Regions from separate parts of the Mus musculus genome. Here region 1 is linked to region 2. The links are chromatin contacts, called in public promoter capture Hi-C maps. All regions are on one chromosome and are shown on one strand. Each heading gives the region's core, a stretch centred on a gene start, on an enhancer-like site or on the middle of the called end of the contact. The rest is flanking DNA. Distances are from core to core; before and after follow the strand shown. Region 1 holds the start of Rint1 (RAD50 interactor 1). Region 2 holds the start of Lrrc17 (leucine rich repeat containing 17).

Region 1 (4,573 bases), core at 1,413-3,912, 2.2 Mb after region 2:
TGGCCCCTTCACCCTACTTTTTGTAAATAATTTTCATTGATCCTGGAGCTCAACTGGACTGGTTAGCTGGCAAGTCGAAAGATCTTATCTCTGTCTCTCTACTGCTTGGATTACACAGATCTGCTGTGACCAGCTTTCTACATGACTAGCAGGATCTGAACACAGGTCCCCACTGTATTGACTAAACTGTCTCCTGAGTCCCACACTTGCTTTTAAAATATGGATTTAGTAGAAAGATCCAGCTAAATGAGTCACTTCTTAGTTACTGTCCTACTGCTATGATGAGACACCACCTCCAAAGGAAATTATAGAAAGAAGAGTTTATTGGGTCTTACAGTTTCAGAGGGTGTGTCCACAGTAATCCTGGCAGCTGGTAGGTAGGCAGCAGCTGGGAGCACACATCTTTGTCCACAAGTACACAGCGGAGAAAGTCAGGAATGGTGTGGGCTTTTGAAACTTCAAAGCCAACTGACTGTGACAACCTTGTCCAACAAGGCCACACCTCCTCCAACAAGGCCACTCCTCCTAATGCTTCCCAAACAGTTCTATCAACTGGAGACCAAGTATTCGCACACATGAACCTATGGGGGCATTCTTATTCAAATCACTACAGTCACATATATTTAGTTCAGACTTGTGGCTTCTACATTGTCTTCCTCTAAGATTATTCTCTGTAGTTACCTACCTAAATTCTTTCATTTGTCTTTAATCATTTTATTAATTCTTTCTTTCTGTTTTTTTTTCCTTTTTAAGATAGATGCTCAGTATATAGCCCAGGCTAATCCCAAATTCAAGAGCCTCCTCCCTCAGTCTCAAAAGCACTGCAATTATAAACTTGTGGCATCATGCCTAGCCCATTTCACTAATTCTTGTACAGCTGCACATTCTTGGGGCTAGGGTAAATTAATACCTTAATGTCCTAAGGTCAGCAGACTCAGATACAGCTATATGGTATAATATAGCCTAGATCCTGTTTTAATTTTAAATTTTTAAATTTTATTATTTTTATTTTTTAAAGTGTGTGGATGTTTGCCTGTATGTGTGACTGTATACCAGGTGTGTGTCTGGTGTCCAGAGAGTTCAGAGAGAGAGTCAGATACCCTAGAATTGAGTTACAGACAGAGAGCTGTCAGCTGCTGCGTGGGTGCTAGAAAGTGAACCTGGATTCTCTGAAAGAGCTGCTAGTACTCTTAGTTGCTGAAGCCATCTCTCCAGATCCTGTTTGTCTGTCTGTCTGTTTGTTTATACGGGGTTTCACTATATAGCTCTGTCTATCCTTCAACTCACTATGTAGATGAGGCTGGCCTTGAATTCATAAAGATTCACCTGCCTCTGCCTCCTGAGTTGTGGGATAAAAGGCATGCACCACCATACCCGGCTCTTATTTATTTATTTTTTTTCATTTTATGTGTATGGGTGTTTTGTCTGCATGTATGTCTACACCTCAGTGAGTTTTCTTCTCACGGAGTAGTTTCTGTTTCCTCTAAAGATTTTTGTTTGTTTGTTTGCTTGTTGTTTTTTTTTTTTCTGTTTTCTCCCCATTTGTTTGGTCTCAAAGGCATTGCCTTCCAGGGTTTGCCTGTCAAATTTCCATGTTCTCTACCTATCCCTTGCTTCTAAGTAATTCAGTTCCTCCTCCCTGGAAAACAGTAGAGGTTTAGGGGGCTTTGCCCAGCAAACTGGATGCCAGATTTTGAGTGCTCTTTCTCTGTCTGACTCCCAGAATGTTTCAACCCTCCTACAAACAGATCTGGACCTTCCAGTTCGAAAATATATGAAGGAGTGTTCCTTTTGTCTAGCTGTCCTTCAAAGCTTACTCTTGAGTCTACAAAAGAGGTTACTTAGTCCCTACCTTTTAAATGGAGTATTTTTTTCTGTACAACGCTTAAACAGTAATAACTATTAGTTACAGGCTGAGGCAGGCGGATTTCTGAGTTCGAGGCCAGCCTGGTCTACAGAGTGAGTTCCAAGACAGCCAGGGCTACACAGAGAAACCTTGTCTCGAAAAACCAAAAATAAATAAATAAATAAATAAATAAATAAATAAATAAATAAATAAATAAATATTAGTTACCTTTGCACGTAGACTTTTGTCTCTCTAAGACTGTGAAATATAGAAAGAGCACTTTGACACTCCTACCTAGTACCACGTGGGCCAAGTATGGAACTCCGGTGTCTTGGTGGCAAATGCTTTTATGCGCTGAGCCATTTTGAGATAGGTGTTGTTCTAGCTGATACCGAATTCACTTTATAGAGCAAGCTGGCAGGGACTAGTGGCAATCTTCCCGCCTCCGCTCCCGACTTGTGGCTCACCATCCTAAGGGTATCATGAGTATTTTCTCCTCCCCTCCTTCCTCTCCCCTCCTTGAATTCAGTGTGTAGCTGGAGTTGACTTTGAACTACTGGTTTTCCCGCCTTCACCTCCCAAACGGTGGAATTCCAAGTGTGAGACACCATGCCAGGGCCGAATTTTATTTTTAGTAACTCCAAAGAAGTGGAGAGAGCTCCTGCACAGAACTCAGCAGCCTGGGAAGCAGTAGGGCTGCCAGGTTCCCTGAGCGGCCAACATGACATCCAACCAGCAGGGGGCGCCACAGAACAGGACAGCGGCGCGCAGATATGCCTCTCTAGGCCAAGAGAACGGAACCAGAGAGTCGGTGATAGGAAGTCGAGGTGGCGCTCAACCCTGCGTCCCAGAAGGCTGGTCTGGTCGCCCAGTCTGTGTGTTCCCTAGCCGGACTCTGCAGGCCGGGCTGGCGGTGCATGGAATCCAGAATTCGTGCGGAGGCAGGATGCTTGCGGCTGACGATATCGGCGAAGTGCCGGCAGCCCCGGTGAGGCGTCCCTGGAAACCCGGGGAAGGGACGCTGGTGACCCTGCGAGGTGGCACAGACCCCACCTCCGCCCCGGGGACAGGTTACCTTGGAAGTGGTTTGGCGGTGGTTCCCACGGCCGGAAGCAGGCAAGGGAGTCCCTGGGGAGGTAGTCACAGTGCAATGTCCGATGTCCCAGAAGATGACAGTTTTGAGAGTTGGCGGGAAAGTGGCCTCGGTGCCCGGGCAGAGTAACTCGGACCCTGGGGAGGTGGTCCAGACCTCTGGGAAGGTGGCAGTAGTGTCAGGCATGCCCCTGGGAGAGGCGCCTAGGACCTCTCCGCCCGTCAGTATGGGACCTTTCGGAGCGCTGTATGAATTCCACTTACTTCAGTCTAACTTGTTTGCCACACCTGTTTTTCTGCCAGTGCTGCCCCGAGAGTGGTGACGAAACGAAGAACACAGACGTGAAAAGTAAGCAGGCTTTAAACCCTTAGTTCTTTTTGTCTAGCTGCCCTTCGAAGCTCGCCTTTTCAGAGTCTGCAAAAGAGTTTCTTAGTCTGCTATCTTTTCAATGGAGTATTCTTTCTGTACAATGTTTAAACAGTAATAAATATTAGTTATCTTTGCACGTGGACTTTTGTCTCTCTAAGACTGTGAAATATAGAAAGAGCACATTGACGCTCCTTCCTAGGACAGTGACTGGTTTGGCTTCACTGGGACCTGCCATTTTAATGAACTGTCAGCTCGTTATCAGGTATTTAGAGGGGTTATGCTGGTCACTGTTACTGGGTTCTAGGAAGAGGTTTGATAATAGGTTAATTGTACTTTTGCCTTCAGTGAGTAAGTAATTACAGTTTGCTGCAGGTAGCCCACACCTTAGGTCCCAGGGCTTGGTCTGGGTAGGTGACATGGAAAAGACCCAGTACCTAGGACAGGAAACTATGTCAGACTCCTGGATATTTGTTATTTCACTTGAGATAAGCGTAGCAGGTTATTAGGAATCCAGCACCCTGAAGGGGCTGTTTTTGTTTCTCTCTCTCTCTCTCTCTCTCTCAATCTCTCTCTCTCTCTCTCTCTCTTTAACCAAGGTGGAGCGTAACCCAGGTTCGCCCCAGACTTTTGTGTGACTAAGGATGACCTTGGACTCCAGATCCACAGTCTTCTATTTCACAGATGTCACATGCCCAACCTCTTTAGGAGCTTTTGAAGTATTTTTTAAAGATTTATTTATTATTATATCTATGTACACTGTAGCTGTCTTCAGACACACCACAAGAGGGCGTCAAATCTCATCATGGGTGATGGTGAGCCAGCATGTGGTCGATGGGACCTGAACTCAGGACCTTTGGAAGAGCAGTCAGTGCTCTTAACCTCTGAGCCATCTCTCCAGCCTGAAGTATTTTTTAAAAAGCCCTTATGTTAACAGTTAAGCTCAGTGACCTTGACAGTAAGAGAAAGGGTGCCCACATTTCCATGTGGCTCCCAGGAGGAAGTTTGCTCTTACTGTTGGCTTCTGATAAGCTTGAAAGATGGCTTGGTGCTTAAGAGTGCTTGCTGCTGTTACAGGGGACCTGGGTTCAGTTCCTGGAACCCACGTGACAGCTCAGTACTTCAGTCTTAGAAGTCTAAATGTACAGTCCTGCCATCCCAGGGCTCTTGCTCACACATGGTACACATAAACTCACGGAAGCAAACACCTGTGCACATAAATCAAATGAACAAATCCTTAAACAAATAAATAATAATTAAAAAAAATA
Region 2 (5,114 bases), core at 1,894-4,393:
GCTTTTGCCTTAAGTTCCTGCCCTGGCTTCCCTCAGTGATGAACTGTGCTGTGACTCTATAGGCTAAGATAAACCCTTCTTTCCCAAAGTTGCTTTTGGTTATGGTGTTTTATCATAGCAATAGAAACCCTAAGACAAAGACAGAACCTCCTCCTAACAGGAAAACAGTGGGTTGCCAGATTCCTTATTTGAAATTAAGCTGAGGTGGCAGATATGCAGGCCTACCCCTGAGGGTTAGAGCAGCTGCTCAGAAACGCAGGCATGAAGCCTGCAGTGTTCTTTACAAAGCTACATTGCTACTCCCCCTGGAAGTCTGTACTTGGTGAGTGTTCCCTTCTCACTCCCCGAAGGCAGAATGGGGCTTGGGTTCAATTGCCCAGTTCCTAGTCCCTGACATCAAGAATTAAATCTTTTTTTGGATTCCCAACCAAATAGAAGTAGATAAAGGACAAATAAAAGAAACAAATACTTGTGATTTGAAGTTTACAAAACAAGAAAAGTTAGAGTTTCATTCTTGTGTGTATGTGTATGAGTGTGTACATCATGTATGCATGCATACATGTGCTCATAATGTGAACATGTGTGCATGTACATGTTAAGCATGCATATGTGTGTGCATTTGTGTTCATGCTGTGCACATGTGTGTGCATATGTGTGCATCTATGAATGTGTACATTTGTGTTTGTGTATGCACCTGTGGACATGTTCAAGTGTGTGTGTGTGTGTGTGTGTGTGTGTGTGCATGTGCACATGTGTGTGATCGTGGAGTCCAGAGATCAGTCTTGAGTATCATTCTTCATCAGCTGTCTGCTTTGGTTTTTTGAGCCTTACTGGTCTGGCGCTCATCTTGTAGGTTGGTTACTTGTGACTAGGTTAGCTAGGCTGGCTGCCCAGCAAGTCCCAGGGATCCTCTCTCCCTGACTCCCACTGGTAGGGGATTACAAGTGAAGCGTTTTAGCACCTCTGCATTTGGTTTGGTTTTTAATCTTGGTTCTGAGGATTGAAGTCAGGTCACACTTGCAAGGCTTTCTGAGTGAGCTTTCTTCCCAACCCAAGAGTCTTATTCTTACACATTCAGACCAAATTTAAATAGCAACTGAGGCCACACAGGCAATGCATTAGATGAGATCACTGTCTGTATAATCACACATACATAAGAACATTATCAAACAGAGGCCAGGTTGCAAATGAAGATGCAAGCATGCCCCGGCTCAAAGGGAAACGGCTGACTCAGCTCCAGTTCACTGCTACCATAGTGGAGTGCACCCCCTACAATATGAATATCTCTAGCCTTTGGTTGCGCTTATTTTTTAAATCTAGGTATGTGTGTGTGTGTGTGTGTGTGTGTGTGTGTGTGTGTGTGTGTGTGTGTGTGTGAAAACCCTACAATTTTAAACATTAGCTCAGTTTTCAATGACAGATCAGGTATGTTTGGCAGTAGAGCACAGAATCTTACTTGGACTCTACTGTATCTGCTAATAACTGCCTAGAGAGAGAGAGAGAGAGAAAGAGAGAGAGTGTGTGTGTGTGTGTGTGTGTGTGTGTGTGTGTGTAGATGTGTGTAGATGTGTGCATGTGTATGTATGAGTATATATGGGAATGAGTGTGCTTGTACATGTTTGTTCATGTGTGTACGTGGGGCGGCATGAATGTGTTTGTGTGTGTGCATAGACAAGTTTATGTGTGTTGTGGCCACAATATGCATGTACACAACATAAGGCCTACTGTGGGAGACTGTTTAAGGTGAGATGCAGGGAAAGTGCTAAAACACTTACAGTTAGCAAGTTTGGCTGGAGGAATTTTTTGAGCACACAAATTTCTCTCTGTACTTAGAAACACTTTTCTCTGTGGTAGGGGGGGTCTGTGTTTCCTAGGGTCTCATCTGAGGTAGTGTTCTACCCTCCCACAGATGAGACACTATCCTCTTTGATGAGATTGTGTCAAAGGGACAGCTCCCAGATCTGGGAGAAAGACATTCCTAGGCTGTAAAACCATAACAAAGCTTTTTAAAGCAGCTGCTCTCAACGGAAAGCAGAGAAAGAATGTACAATTCCTACAGTCCCAGGTTTTCTTAATAAGTACTTTAGAGACATCAGATGGCCAAGGTCAAAAAGCTATCAGAAATCCAGCCACAATGAGGAAAACAAGGGTACTTCCAACTTAAGTCCTGGTTGGTACTAATGCACGTCTGCACGCTAGTTCACGGAAGTATCCATTCTGTACATTTATTTCAACCTTAGACAAGTCTTCTCTTCTCACCTCTCATACCTAGAACACTAGGAAGTCATGTTCAGGGAACAGTGCAGCTGCATAAGAATTCCTTGCCCCGTGGTGTCCGCCTCCAGGTGCTTATCATGTGACCTACACCATAGGCTTCTAGGCAAAACTGGCCGGTTTATTCTACCACTTGGAACTTTGGTAAATGGGCACAAAACCCTCACAAGGAATCCACTGTATAAAGAGTGATGTCTCACCTAACACAAAAACAGCTCAATCATTGGCAACTACAGCTAGCTGGTTGTGGTTAGACATTTATTTTAACCAGCTCTCACCTGTGTGGCATTATGAAGAACATAGTATACTACTGAAGACATCAATATTGAGACACGAAGAAATGGGAGAAAATTGGTCACAGGAAGGATAGCTTAAGTCTATGGAAACTATAGATAGCAGAAGGAACTGTGGAAGAAGTAGCGAGTGCATCTGAATGCCATATATTTCACATGACTGCCTGCCCAACTTCCCCAATCCCTGTCCCTTCATCTTCAAACAGTTTCCCACCCGAATCTCACATCTTTGTAATATTTAGGATATGTATGTAATGCAGTTTTAAACATTTACGGTCCTTTATGTGGGACTTCTATTTCTCACATTTATTGCTTGTAGCATTTTACCCAGAGAAAAGCCCACGGGGGACCTAACTGCCTTGTCAGGAATCCTGTGTATCCCACCCCATTTGTTTGTATCTTAGTGGCTCTATAAAGTTTTGGAGATTTGGACTCTGCCCTCAAACTGTTCTCAGAAGTGGTCCGTTTCATCATCCAATGAGCTCTGCCTGTTTGTTGATGTGACGCGCCTGTGGACAGAAGCCAGGCGCCTATAGTAGCAATCCTGGAGAAAATTGAAGCAGCTGTGGCCATGTAATTTAAAACCTCAGCAGAGTGTTCTGTGCTCCACGCACAGCATTAGTGCAACATGAGGGCTGGATGCAGCTGGCTCTCGGGAGGACGTCCTCGCCTGCTGCAGGACAGAGAAGACTGAGACTGGGAGGCAAACCTGGGTGCAGCCGGAAAGGTCCAGATAGATGAGCTTGTGGCATCCGTTCCCCAAGTTCAGGTACTGTAAGCCTTTGTCGGTGAACTTTCGGCAGTAAGCCAGACTGAGGTTCTGTAAGTTGTGGAAGTACCTGGGGCGATGGGGCAGAGAGGGGAGGAAGGAGAGTCAAATACTTAGCTTTTCTCAAGTCTTTCTTGAGCCACTATGACAAAGAGACCGAAAGCTGTATTCATCGTGCACTCTGCTTGCAGATGTTCGGCAGTTTTACAGCTGCAGTCTCTCTTGCTGTTACGTGAAGGGGGTGTCAGTGATAGAGAAGATAATGCATGGCTGCATGTCAAAGGGAAAGAAAGGCTATCTGGGAGGATTCCATGAAACTTGATGGGGTAACACTTTTCTTGGCTGGAGGGTGGGTGGAGTCTTGCATGCATATTATTTGAAAGTCTGTTGCTGAAACCCAAGTTAGAGTTTACTCTCTAGTTTTTAGCTCTTACCTTTGCCAAACTACTACATGAACTGTTGAGAAAGATAAACATTTCATAAGCATTTTATGGAAAGTAGCTGTTCCATCATGGTGAGGAATCAGGGCAGAAAGAAGACAAAACCTTACGCAGCAAGCTAAGTGGGCAACACTTGAGACAAATAAAAAATGGGTCTGATTAAAAAAATGATTTAAAAGCCAGAGATTTCAACGTGCATGGCTTTGTGAGTAATGATGTCCTTAGGATAATTAAAAATAACGGTTCAGACTGATATGTACTCAGGAGTTAAACATAGGCTAAGAACATCGAGTAGCTAAGTGGGCAACACTTGAGACAAATAAAAATTACACAGGAGGCTGTCAATCTCACTGGAGTTGGAACAGGAAAGATGCCATTACCACAATGACCAAAATGAGAGCTTCCAGAAGAAAGGGGACCGGGCGGGCATGGGTTGGTTTAGGATGTGTCTGTTCCACCACGTAAGGGCTGGCATTTTCAGGACACTCTGTGGACAAGCTTCTAAGCCCTCCTCAGCATGGCATTCTTTAAAAATGTAAGGATTCTTGCTGCCTCCTTGTGCAATAACTACCAATACGCTCTTAGTCTGGAGTCTGCAACAGCTTAGCGGCCATCGAGTACTCTAGAAGGAGGCAGAGAATGCCCCTCCACCTCTCCTGATGCTTGCAAAGCAAGTTTATCTTAACATAAATGTGAAATAAGATATGCAACCCTTGCCCATAGGTTAGATTTAGCCCTAAAATCAAAACTCAAGTCTATATGATTTAATGGCTCTATTCCGAGGTGAGTTACTGATTGAGAACACACGTTCCCCTCTGGGAATAGCTGTGTGCATGAGATTCCACAGAAGAGCCAAAGCAGCTTTTGGACCACAGTGGCAGTGGGCTGGACCTGGAAAGAGAGAACTCGCTAACATCCAAAGACACACCCCTCTCCTCAGCCCCCCAGTGGACTGAGAATGCTTTCTCTCTCTTTCTCTCTCTCTCTCTCTCTCTCTCTCTTCTTCTTCTTCTTCTTCTTCTTCTTCTTCTTCTCCTTCTCCTTCTCCTTCTCCTTCTCCTTCTCTTTCTCCTCTTTCTCCTTCTCCTTCTTCTTCTCTCTCTCTCTTTTCTCTCTCCTCTCTCTCTCTCTCTCTCTGAGCTTGGGGTGCCATTTCTCATAACATTGCTTTAATGTAGAGATAGAGGGTGGTGAGACAGACAGTACACACCATGAAAAATACACAAGAATTTGGACTCTGACCAAACTGAGTTATAATCAGAGTCTTAATGCTTTTACTATAACTTCCCTATCCCAGTGAGGATTGCTTTCCTGGCTGCCAAGTGAAGACAATAGTCT

Evidence for each region. Promoter capture Hi-C pulls out the DNA fragments that hold promoters and counts their contacts.
Region 1: a contact with region 2 is called in a promoter capture Hi-C map of cranial neural crest. The contact joins the promoter of Rint1 here to the promoter of Lrrc17 in region 2. A contact is called at or near these places in 1 of 39 promoter capture datasets (cranial neural crest) and 1 of 115 datasets of contacts at active chromatin or transcription factors (large pre-B cells).

The regions. Positions count from the first base shown.
Region 1 is chr5:23,785,049-23,789,621 of GRCm38.p6, forward strand. It overlaps Rint1 (RAD50 interactor 1), which reads left to right and starts at 2,663. Exons shown (of 15, transcript NM_177323.4): 1 at 2,663-2,834; 2 at 3,242-3,287. The coding sequence starts at 2,793.
Region 2 is chr5:21,540,384-21,545,497 of GRCm38.p6, forward strand. It overlaps Lrrc17 (leucine rich repeat containing 17), which reads left to right and starts at 3,144. Exons shown (of 4, transcript NM_028977.1): 1 at 3,144-3,336. It overlaps Fbxl13 (F-box and leucine-rich repeat protein 13), which reads right to left. Exons shown (of 21, transcript NM_001199632.1): 12 at 3,277-3,406.